Regions from separate parts of the Rattus norvegicus genome. Here region 1 is linked to region 2. The links are chromatin contacts, called in public Hi-C maps. All regions are on one chromosome and are shown on one strand. The core of a region is the stretch at or near the end of the contact, and the rest is flanking DNA. Distances in the headings are between cores, read along the strand shown. Region 1 holds the start of Nphp3 (nephrocystin 3). Region 2 holds the start of Tmem108 (transmembrane protein 108).

What was found. A called contact is a pair of places that touch in the nucleus more often than the background predicts.
Region 1: a contact with region 2 is called in a Hi-C map of liver, with 6 times the contacts expected there. The contact joins the promoter of Nphp3 here to the promoter of Tmem108 in region 2. A contact is called at or near these places in 10 of 12 Hi-C or Micro-C datasets (the A7r5 cell line, the Rat2 cell line, Schwann cells and 6 more) and 1 of 1 datasets of contacts at active chromatin or transcription factors (oligodendrocytes).

The regions. Positions count from the first base shown.
Region 1 is chr8:113,497,697-113,503,565 of GRCr8, forward strand. It overlaps Nphp3 (nephrocystin 3), which reads left to right and starts at 3,012. Exons shown (of 27, transcript NM_001191882.1): 1 at 3,012-3,392; 2 at 4,972-5,097. The coding sequence starts at 3,012.
Region 2 is chr8:113,234,791-113,240,396 of GRCr8, forward strand. Tmem108 (transmembrane protein 108) reads right to left here and starts at 4,133. Exons shown (of 6, transcript NM_001399273.1): 1 at 4,057-4,133.

The sequences.
Region 1 (5,869 bases), core at 1,762-4,261, 260 kb after region 2:
CAGGCGGAATGTATGTACAGTTACTTGATGAGAAAGACGGTGTCTTTGTCATTGTGCCTATAAAGGCAGGGAGGTCCAGGGTCTCCACAAACCTGGATTTGTGTTTGAAGCATCTACAAAGCCATTTGAAGGTATTTAAAGACGACAGTGACAACTAGTCTAGTCCATGAGCTCTGTGAGAACCAAGTTCATAATGGGTCTTTCTGGGTCATCAGTTACTTGCACTACCTTTATGCCCAGAAGAGATCCAATAACAGGTGGTATAGAAACGACAACCAAAAGGTTACCAAAAAGAAACCCCTCCTGGCTGGTAACTGCTGTTTTACTTTTCTCATTATTGTGACAAGTACCTGACAAAAAAGTAATTTAAGGAAGAGAGGGAGGGAGGGACAGGGGGATGGAGGGAGGGAGGGAAGGAAGAAGTGAGGGAGGGAGGAGAAGAGGAGGAGGGAGGGAGGATATAGGGAAGGAAGAGTTTATTTTGGCTCAAAATTTGAGAGTACAGTCCCTCTCAGCAGGAAGACCTTGTGGCCAGACTGTGAGAAGGCTCCTCACATTTCCTCGCAGCCAGGAAAAACAAAGAGAGATGAACCCAGGCAGACCAGTTGCTTTCTCCTGTGTACTCATTCTGGGACCCCAGCAAGTTGGATGGTAGTGCCCACAGCAGGATCGGAAGTTCAAGGCCATCCTTAACTACAAAGAAAGACTGAGACCAGTCTGGGCTATAGAAGATTGTGTCTTGGAAAGAAAAGAAAAAGAAGGAGGGAAGGAAGGAAAATCTAGAGAGTGATCCTCAAATCTCTGAAGGAAAAGAGATCAGAAATCAGCAGCTAGAAAGGCTCTGAGAATGTGGGGCAGTTCTTTGGGTACTCAGGTAGAGCAAATGTTTCCCTTTAGAACTCTCACGGTACTAACTGGAGAAATCAATACGTAATCCTTCAACTTAGAAGAGTACAAAGGCCAGAAGGATGTCTAAGAGGTCAGAGAAAACATGACCGGCTAATTTGATGGAAGGAGCTCAGGGCGTTTGTGGGGGTTGGGGTAGTAGTTAGAATGGACCAGCATTCCCAGAGTTCTTTGGAGGAAAGGCCGTTTGCTTTGTGGTAGATATGATGAGTGAAGAATTTGACGTCAGCTATGAAGGTGCTGAGAGCAGATCATTCTCAGCCATCCTCTGGCTAAAGAGAGCAGATGATGGCCTTAATAAGTCCTAGACCCCCAAATAACTCAGGACAACTCCTCAGGTCCATCCCACTTCAAAAATCCCTGCAGGGTTGGCTGAGATCCTTGCTGGGAAGGCTACACAGGGCAACCTCATACCAACTCCCTGGCCTTGTCCCAGGTACCTACCCAGCATTCCCCTGGTAGACACCTTGCTTGGTTATCTACGTCTCGGAGTAGGCTTTCCAAGAATCCCTATGGTGTCTGTGGATCAGATGAAACTATAGTCAAGTAAGCCACCAAAGACTCTTGTGTCAGCCCAGGGAGCCTCTGCATGGACAGATGCTTAAAATGCCACCAGATTTCTGGCAGCTGGGAAAAGAGTAAGCAAGAGCTGGAATAAAATTATATCACCCTTGGGCAAGGAGACTCCCAATACCGTCCTCAGATGGTGGCAGAGAGAGAATGGCTGGCACTGGGAGAATTTTCAAGAATGCCTAAGAAGAAATATATGAAGATCACCAGCGCCCCACCTCAGAACAATGTGAGTCAAAGCCACTCCTGACCTTTTTGTCCCCTCTAACCCGTGGTACCAATCTGGGATAGGTCAGAAAATAAGTTAGCAGACCAAGGGCAACTTGGAATAGAATTTTAAAAAGATAGCAAGTGTTCCCTTCCTACAAACCCTGTCATTACAATTTCCTTCCGTCTAAAATAGGGTCCCCAGCGTCCTTGTTGCCAGACGTTATAAAACCTGAGCTTATCGAAGGATGGAAGGGGGTTGGGGGGGGGGGGTGTTCCAGTGGTGATGCTGCGAAGTTCTGTCCTGCCTGGCATTATTTATTATATGCATCCTGAGACACACTAGGCACTGAACTGTCTCTAGAAAGGAGCCCCTTAGTCAGGAACCCCAGAAAACAGCTGTAGCGGAGCAGGGGCAGATGGGTGTGTGATCCAGTTCTTGCTCACTGAGACTAAGTTCACGCAGAGGAAGCGGATCTTGTAGGCTTGGGCCTAGTCTGGAACCTTCCCTTCTGGGTGTCCCGAGTCTAGCTCTTCTGGTCCCATCCAGCTAGCTCACCTCAGTCCTTCCGCTTATTCCTGCAAAGCAAGTTCTCAGGCCCTCCTGCTCCGTGTTACCCATTCCTCTCTTCCCGATTCTCATTTCTTGCAACCCTCCCTTATCCAGTTCCCCTCCCGGTCTCATTCGGAGGCGCACGTCCTGCTTGTCCAGCCACGCCCCCGAAACCTGGCTCCACCCCACTGGGCTCCACTTTTTCTTCCTGGCCACGCCCCCCTCCCTGTCCAGCCAGGACCCCCTCTCCGACTGACTGTGATTCTCTTTCTCCCTGCTGCTGCTTTACGCCTCACTTACCGGATTACACACCCCAAATCTGGCCCGACACCCTCTCCGGACACTACTCTCAGATGATCACGCCTCCTTTCGCTGCTTCGTCCCACCCCTCTCTGGTTGCCCCAACATCCCCAGTGTGTTCGACCACGCCCCGAAAGTATGGCTCCGCCCCTTCTCAGGATGGCCACTCTTCTTCAACACCACGCCCCCTCTAGTTGCCACGTTATGCCCTTCTCCCCAATCGTCAGACCCAGTTCACGTACTGCTCTGCTCTTCTCTCCACACGCGCCCTCTCCGATGCTGCACCCCGCCCCACCATCTCGGCCCCGCCCCGAAGGCCTGGCCACGCCCCGGACCAGCCCTGCTCCTGGCCACGCCCCTCCCTGATTTTGGTTTCTCGCCGCCGCGCTCCGCCCCTCTAGGCAAGCCCCGCCCTCTTGGCCCCGCCTCCTCCTGGCACCCAGCAGGCTCTCAGCCTCAGCCGGCCCCGGGCATCATGGGCACAGCCTCGTCGTTGGTGAGCCCCGCTGGTGGGGAGGTGATCGAGGACACGTACGGGGCAGGCGGCGGCGAGGCCTGCGAGATCCCGGTGGAAGTGAAGCCCAAGGCTCGCCTGCTGCGTAGCTCGTTCCGCAGGGGCGCGGGAGCCGGGCCCGGGTCGCTGCCTCGGGCGGCGGGGGCCGGCGGGCTGCTGGGCGCCAGCTTCAAGTCCACCGGCTCGTCTGTGCCCGAGCTAGAGTATGCGGCGGCCGAGTTCGAGCGGCTCAAGAAAGAGTACGAGATCTTCCGGGTCAGCAAGAACCAGGAGTTGCTGTCCATGGGTCGCCGAGAGGCCAAGCTGGACACGGAGAACAAGCGGCTGCGGGCGGAGCTGCAGGTAACACGGGACCCAGCGCGCCGCGAGCGGGAGGCTCTGAGGAAACTGAGACCCGAGAGCGTCGCTCAGCCGCTTGGTGGCACCACCATCCTAGCCCAGCTACAAACCAAGTTGTTTTCTAAATGTACAGAAGCTGCTCCTCCTTTATGAGGAATCATTATTTTTCAGTCTAAACTAATTTCTTGTCAGCATCTTCCTCCGCCCCTTTCAGTTTCCGGTTCATTCATTAAGACACGTTGGATCAACCCAAGTCCTGAAGTCGCAAAATTTCTCAGAGCAACTTCACACAACTCCTCCCGGTTTAACCTATCTCCAAGATGGAGCTCTTGGCTCAGTTTCTTCGCAAAGTTCTGCAGATTCTGGGGTTTAATGATATGACAGGAATTTTTCTGGAAACCTCCTGATTTCATCGTTTTTAAGTGTTGTGATTGAAAGTCTTCCCTGAGGATACTCAAACTCCCTTAGTCCATTTAGTTAATGGGCTCAACAGTTACTGCGGTGCTACTGTAGGCCTTTTATTCTTTCAGATACTAGGTAAAGCAGATTTCTCAGAGCAAAACCTGGGACTATACGCCATGGGCTGGGAGCCTCTCTGATGATCATTTGTTTATGCCCCTCTTTTCTGTGGGAGGGATCTCTGAAGCCCAAGAGCTCCTGGCGGGTCAAAATAAGACTTAAATAAACAGCACGGATTTTTGTAGAAGCCTCCTTCCTTCTAGTCTGGCATGTTCCTGTAAGCTATGAAGCCCTTCATTAACTGCTGTGCTATTAGCATATTACCTGAGAGGCTGGTCTCACTCCCTGCTGGCCTCGCTTCCTACTGGAAGGCCAATGTGCTTGTCGCCCCTATAAAGTGGATTTGTGCGTTCCTCCTGTCTGATTTCATGTGTGCACCACTGCCCACTAAGAACCATGTGAGATGGCAGGTAGAAGGGGGTAGCAGGATAAAGAGGCCAGTGCAGGGGGGACTGACAGATGTCACAGATCAGCAATTCCAATTCCCTGTGAAACCTGTTGTTCCTTTCTTACCTACATAATCTTGAGAAAATTCTCACACATTTATTTCATTCATTATTTCATCCAGCCATGTTGACATTTACTGGAGGGCTGGCCACGGATCTAGACTGCAAATGGCTCTGGTGATCAGTAGAATGATTAATATATAACGCCAAGGAGCACAGAAACCTTCAAGCTAAACCTTACAAACTGTGTTTCTTATTCTCTTAGAAAAATGCTGGAGCTGGTACAGTATTTCAAAGAAAAAGCTTATTTTCTGAAGAACCTGTACAGTAGGATTCAAAGATGTTTGCATTTTTTTTCTATTTTGCTTGAAATAATTGATAACACAGAAGGGCTTGATAATTGATAAAATAGTGAGTAGAGGGTGGAGATCTAAGCATATGTAAACATAAGAATTTAATATGAATGAAAGCCAGATCCCAACACATGTATACATATATATAAGAATTTAATATATGGATGAAAGCCAGATCCCAACATATGTATACATATGTGTAAGAATTTAACATATGGATGAAAGGCCGTTTTTCTTGGGAGATAACAAGGTTCATCTTTGCAGGTACTTCAGAAAACTTACCAGAAGATACTTCGGGAAAAAGAGGGTGCATTAGAAGCAAAATACCAAGCCATGGAGAGAGCAGTCACATTTGAACACGATAGAGACAGGGTTAAAAGGCAATTCAAGGTAAATTCTTGGTATTCTTACCCCCCTCTCCAAGTGACATAGATTAAAGGCTAGTTTTTAAAAGTTTACTTGAGCCAGTTGTAGAGGCATACACCTTTAAGCCCAGGACTCTGGATGCAGAGGCAGGCAGATCTCTGTGAGTTCTAGGCCAGCCTGGTCTACGTAGTGAGTTCCAGGACAGTCAGCGCTACACAATGAGACCGTGTCTTGAAAAAAAATTCCCTCTGATATTGTGTAGAACATAGATAAATCTAGTAACACTGGTGAAGGTGACAGAACTAGGGAAGAAAGCAGCCTGTGTTCTCAGTTAGGTGGTGTTTATTTGATACAGAGATATGAAAGTGAACATTTTAGTTGAGATATTGAACGATGGAAGGATGGATTTGTTCTTAATCTTTGTTTTTATATTGTGCGTGTGTGGGCACACATGAATGCAGTACCTGTGGAGGCCAGAGTTGTAGGAGCCCTTGGAGCAGGTCATTGTGAGCTTCCCCAGATGAGTGCTAGGAATCAAACTCAGGTTTTCTGCAAGAGCTGGGTGCTCTTAGCCACTGCACCACCCCTCCAGCCTCCATGAATGCGGGGTTTTTGTTTTTGGTTTGGTTTGGTTTTTTGGTGAGATGAAGTGTTTGGAAATGTTTGGGGATATTTTGTTTGGTATTTGGTATGAGGGAAACAAATGTGTTACATGTCACACACACCCACGCCGTAAGACTTCCAGCAGGTTCCATTGTGAACAATAAAATGAGGGTCTAGAGAAGTCTTTCTGTTA
Region 2 (5,606 bases), core at 2,883-5,382:
TCCCTGGCCCAACACTTTCCTCTATCCTCAGGATGGTGGAGGAGGCAGTGTGGGGGAAGGGAACAGTGCCTAGGAAGGGAAGACGCTCACTTCCCAAGCTGGGGTCCTCATTCTCCAGAGAGTTTTCTGCCATTAAATTGCTCAGCTTGACTTAAAAGGTGGGAAAGTTAAGTTAACCGCCCCCAGGGGTTCTTCCACCTCTGACACTCTAACTGAAGTACCACGGTTTCCACTGAAGAACTCCAGCCAGGTGACTCTTATCCCAGCTACACAGCAGGCACACACCATTGGCATGAGCATTGTCTGGAGGCTTCAGAAATACCTTATGGGAAATTACCCGGCCAAAGAACTTCAGACTTTCAAAGAGATTTACATAGTACTCACTTGACAAACCCAGTAAACCTAAGGAAAATAACAGCCCAGAAGACAGTTTGATTTATGGCCACAAAGTGAGGCAGGGTAAATGATTTAGAACAATTACTCTCTCGTCCCAATGGGATTTTTTAATTTGTTACAATAGGAAAAAAAAAAAGAAAGGAAAAGAAAAAAAAAAAAAAACAAACCCAAAACAACATCTTATCAGTAGACTTGGAGAGACAGGAATCAACTCAAAGGAGGCCTGGTTCCCAGAGGCAGCCTTGGGCAGGATCAGAGCTAAAACCTTCCCCTAAGCTGACTGCTGGCTAAAACACCTACTTTCCTTGAGTTTAGTGTATTCCAAAGCCCACATAAGAAAGCACTTTGTAACAAAGAACAAAATAATTAGTTATTCCAATACTGGGAGATGTCTGAATGAACTCCGACTAAAAGTACTTCTGTTAAAGTTTGAGTTTTGAGTGGTCACTATGGACTTGACGGGCATCATTAGCTAAGACAATATACAAACACGTGTTAGGAATTGTCGAGTTCTAAAAGAAACGGATTTAAAATGATTTGACCTACCATCTGTGGACAGTCTTGGGATATAATGAAACATGCTCATGGCTTCAGGATATGCATTACTGACTACAGACTGGGTTTAAAATCACAGGCACCCCTCATGGAGTCATCCTCGTGGGGAGACTAGGTGCACGTGCAAATAATCAGAAATGAAATCTTGGGATGAACATTGAATCATAACCTCAACATGAGGTCGGCATAATCTGTGCTCTTAGAGCTTGTACTATGAAGCATCTTAATTTACACGCACCCGATCTGCTAGAACACACACACACCACATATGAGAGAATAAATCCTCACCCTACTCCATCCCTCTATTATATAAAATGTTAAGTGCTCAGAACACATCATCATCGTTATCATCATCACATTTACCTGGGAGATAACAGCCAATCAAAACCTACACCAAATCCACATTGCTGCTGATAGCGCTATAGTGAGCCCCTCTTCAGGAATTTCCAGAGGCAAGAGTGCCATCTACTGGCAGGGAGGGTGGGTACAACTTGTTTGAGGGAAGCCTGTAGGTGACACGAAATAAGGACTGGAAAGACAGGCATCCCAGATTTTTGTCTTAGTGGGCCTCTTTTCCACAGCGCATCACAGGCGTAACTGACACAGCCTGAGACCCGTAAGTTCTCCAGGAGCCTCTGTCACAGGAGCACGGCCCTCCGAAAGCCATCTGAAGGCCAGCCAGACTAGCCAATAGTGGGGAAAGCTTTGCCTGGAAACATCTGTCCATCAAGCAGCAGAGCCTGGCTGAAAACCACCCCTGGCTCTCCTTTCCAACAACAGATGAGCTTACCCAGAATCCCACCTGTGGCCGTGTAAGCCAGCTTTATCTTATAGTGCACACCCTAAGGAATTCTCCCAGGCACCGGCCAGGGTGAAGGCTCTTATATTTATACAATGTGACACAGATCTCCTCAAAGGGCATGACTGCTTAGGCACACAGGTCTCACTATAATCTCTCTCCTTCGTCCTCCTTGTCCGTGAGGGAGAGGACAGAAACAACAGGAAGAATATGATTCTCTGGCTGTCTTGAAAGCAGGAATAAAAGGCTTTTATGGAATCAGAGGATAAAGACCATACCTCAAGTTGAACTATGCCTGTCAATTTTTCTCTTGGCCCTTCAGACCCTAGGCAGAGTTTTTTTCAGCTTCTTTGGAACAGCTGACCCCACTTCTATCAGTTAAACACACATCCATGCCCTCTTCGTATCTTATGTGAAGTCTGCATGCAAAATGACATTTCTTCTCTAAAATCAAAAATGTGTGCTTTCCTCAAACCATACTGCCTCCTTCGTCCTCAAAATCCCTTTCCCCTCCCCAGTGTAAATCAGCTTCCTGTATTTAAGTTGTCCCCACTAGTTTTCTGTGTTTCCGTCTGTCCGATGAGAACCTTTATTGAGCTTTACTGGGGCAGGGGTGTCATCTGTGGTGTTCCCACCATGCGTCACAAAAGATTCCATTCTACGCTCATCTCAAGAAACCACCAAAACTTTACTCCGGGCTGCTGAGAAGACAGAGCTCGATCCCTGTAGTCTTAACAAACTGAAGGGGTGCCTTCTCAAAACAATGAAACAACCACAAGACGTCTTATTTTTTAAAACTTGCCCAAAGAATTGAAAATTTTTCAGCAAGTAAACGAACTGAATATTGTGTACTTCAATAAATTAAATTGAATATTTTGCTGGCACAAGGTACGGTTGTTTTAGGTTCCTAAGAGGGAAAAAAAAAAAAAAAAAAACTTCACATGGGGAAGGAAGGGCTTTACAGCAGGCTCAGAATGTCTCCCCAGGGTCAGGTAGAGACTGAGTAACCTTTAAGTTCGGAACGGGTTACACTGAAACTCGGGAGAGACTCTCTTCCTGGCAATTAGTTGAACCAGTGTTACAACACCAGGTGCATCAGATTAGTTAACCGGTGGAAAAACTCACGGGATCTTTTAAGTTTCGCCATAAGACGTCTCACGTGTCATTGCTACTGTGTGTTTGGGGACATGCTTATTACCCTGAGAACCTGCCTTTTAAATACCACATTAAATTCCTGGACACGCCTTCCCTCTTCTAAAGGATTCAAGGGACTTTTGCCCCCACCCACCATCTCTTCCGGCAGCCAAACGGTCTTTTTCTTTTTCTTTTTTTTCTTTTCTTTTTACATACACTTCAGCAAAGAATTAGAAAGTGCATGTTAGACCCTAGCTCCCCTTCTCCCTACGCTGCCCTCCGGACAGGCTAAAACTAAGTACCCTCTTGGATAGACCTAGAAAGTCACAGAGCCCACCCCCACCCCGCGTCTTGTATCTTCTTTAAGAAGCCTCTCTCTCTCTCAGTGCGCTGTCTGGTCTGCAGTTCACTGCAGGCAAATTCCCTCACTATTTCCCAGTCATCAGTTATACTCTCTGTAAACCATTTTTTGTGTGACCTGCTCTGATTGTTTTAAAGGGGAAAAAATTAAGCTTTTTAACGCATCTCTGGATTCTCTCCGTAGGCTCCAAGCGTTGTATTTCGGTGAAAGTCTGGGGTGAGTGCAGGTTCGAGGTCCAGCGGACAGGCAGGGTAGCCTTCCCCAGGGCACCCTTTTCTGGGCAGCACAGGCTCGGTTCCCCAGCGATGCTCGCGCCCGCATCGAGGCAGAAGGATCATCAGATGCGCTAGGAATTCTGCTTCGCTCTCAGTCGCCGGATTAGTTCGGGTCTCAAGGGCTCGAACCAAAGTGACACTACGCTCCCCCCGACCCCTTTCGTTCTCCCATGCGACAGGTCCCGCTGCATGGAAGCCACATTTCCCAGACCCAGTCCAGCGACCGTGGCGCCCTCGCGGCGCCTCCCGAGCCCTTCCCCTGGGGAAGGGACCGGTGGCAGCATCCCTCCGGGGCGGGAAACAAAGGCGGAGGCGAGGCGGCCAGGTGGGCAAGCCTCTTCGGGCACAGCCACGGCGGCCGCGGGGAGGATGGCGAGATGTATCAGAGGGTGGGAAAAGGGAAACCAAGGCACGCAGGCTGGCGAATGCTGGGGCTGCATCCTCCCCAGTGCAGGGCTCCCGGGGCAGGCGAACCCCGAGCCATCCCCGCCGCTCCCCAGGACCAGGCATCAGAGGGACCGCCCCACTCCGCTCACCTCGGGAGAAGCGCTCCGGCTCCCTCCGACGGCTCCGGAGAAAGCCCCGCCGCTCGCGCACGCGCACTCGCGCTCTCGCTCCTTCGCCCCTCCGGCCCCCGCGGGCTCCCCTCCGACCGGGCTTTGGCCCGCCCCGGCCCTGTCCGTCAGAGTCCGCGAGAACCAATCGTGTCGCGTGGACGGCCTAGCTCTGGTCACGTGGCCTCACAAGCCAATCACCAAATTGCCCTCGGCAAGCGCCTGGCTCCGATGTCCCCCGGGGTTCGGTTGCTACCTTGTAGAGCGGGTGCGAGAGGCGGGCACAAAGGCTCAGTCCCTTATTTCCGCAGATGAGTGGCGTCCAGTTGATCAATTCCTACATCGATTGGTTTCTCAGATCCTAGCTTAAGTAAGAATCACCTGGGAGTCTTGTTAAAGTCTGGGGTGTAGCCTCGAGAATCTGCATTTCTAACAAGCCCCCAAGTGGTGATGAAGCTTCTCTTGGTCCAAGGCCAAGCTTTAAGGAGCACTGTCAAAAAAAATGACGTGACTAGCCCCTGCTCCATTTGTTTGCAAGTTTCACGACCTTTCTTGTCCTTCAATGATGAAGATAACTGTCTCAACATGTGGTGAAGTGGTGAGGCCTATAGGGTGGACGGCAGCTGAGGAAAGGCGATGGAATAGCTCTATGTGGATATGGAACAGGCAAGCAGAGACAGAAGAGAACACTAGGTCTGCCTCCGTGCTAAAGTGCTCGCACCTGCGGCTCAGTAGCACTGTGCGAGACTTGATAGGAGAGAAACCACCCATGTGGTTCCAGTCTTGTAGAATCTCAACAGCCTATATTATGACTCCATGGTTGAATTCAGAAACATTTTAAAATAGCGGTTCTCAAACTAGGTGTCGGGACCCCATTGAGATCCATGGCTACATATATTTACATTACATTCGTAACAGTAACAAAATTACAGTTATGAAGTAGCAACGGAAACAATTTTCTGGTGGGGGGAGGAGGGGTCACCACAACATGAGGAACAGTGTTAAAGGGTCGCAGCATTAGGGAGATTGAGAACCACTGTTCTAAAAGGATGAAGACGTATGTGACCAATGCTTTGGGCAATCTAGGCATAAACCACAGAGCTGGAAACGTAATTGCCCTTGAGGGTTTTTTAAGTTATCTGAATAATCCTTTATTGCTAAGTCCAACGCTTTTGCTTCCTCAAATTTGACATGAATGTCTTTAGACTGGGCAGCTAGCACGTTCAGTATCACACAGAGTCTCCTTATGTAGTCTAGGTTAGCCTGGAATTTATGAGTCTCAGTGACCCAAGTGCTGGGCTTATGAGCATGCTGTACCATGCCCAACTCTCAAGAGCCTTAAATATTAAGCTTTCCAATCCCCTTTACCAGGATTCCTGACCAAAAGATAGGAACACGTGCCAAGTACTTTTATTTTACTCTTCACAGAGGTGATCAAGCTGCCACCTAGAGAACCTCGCCTTTGTCTGTATGTCGGATGCCTCTGGCTTCTCAACTAGGAGTAAGATGCACTTAACAGTCTCAGGCATCAT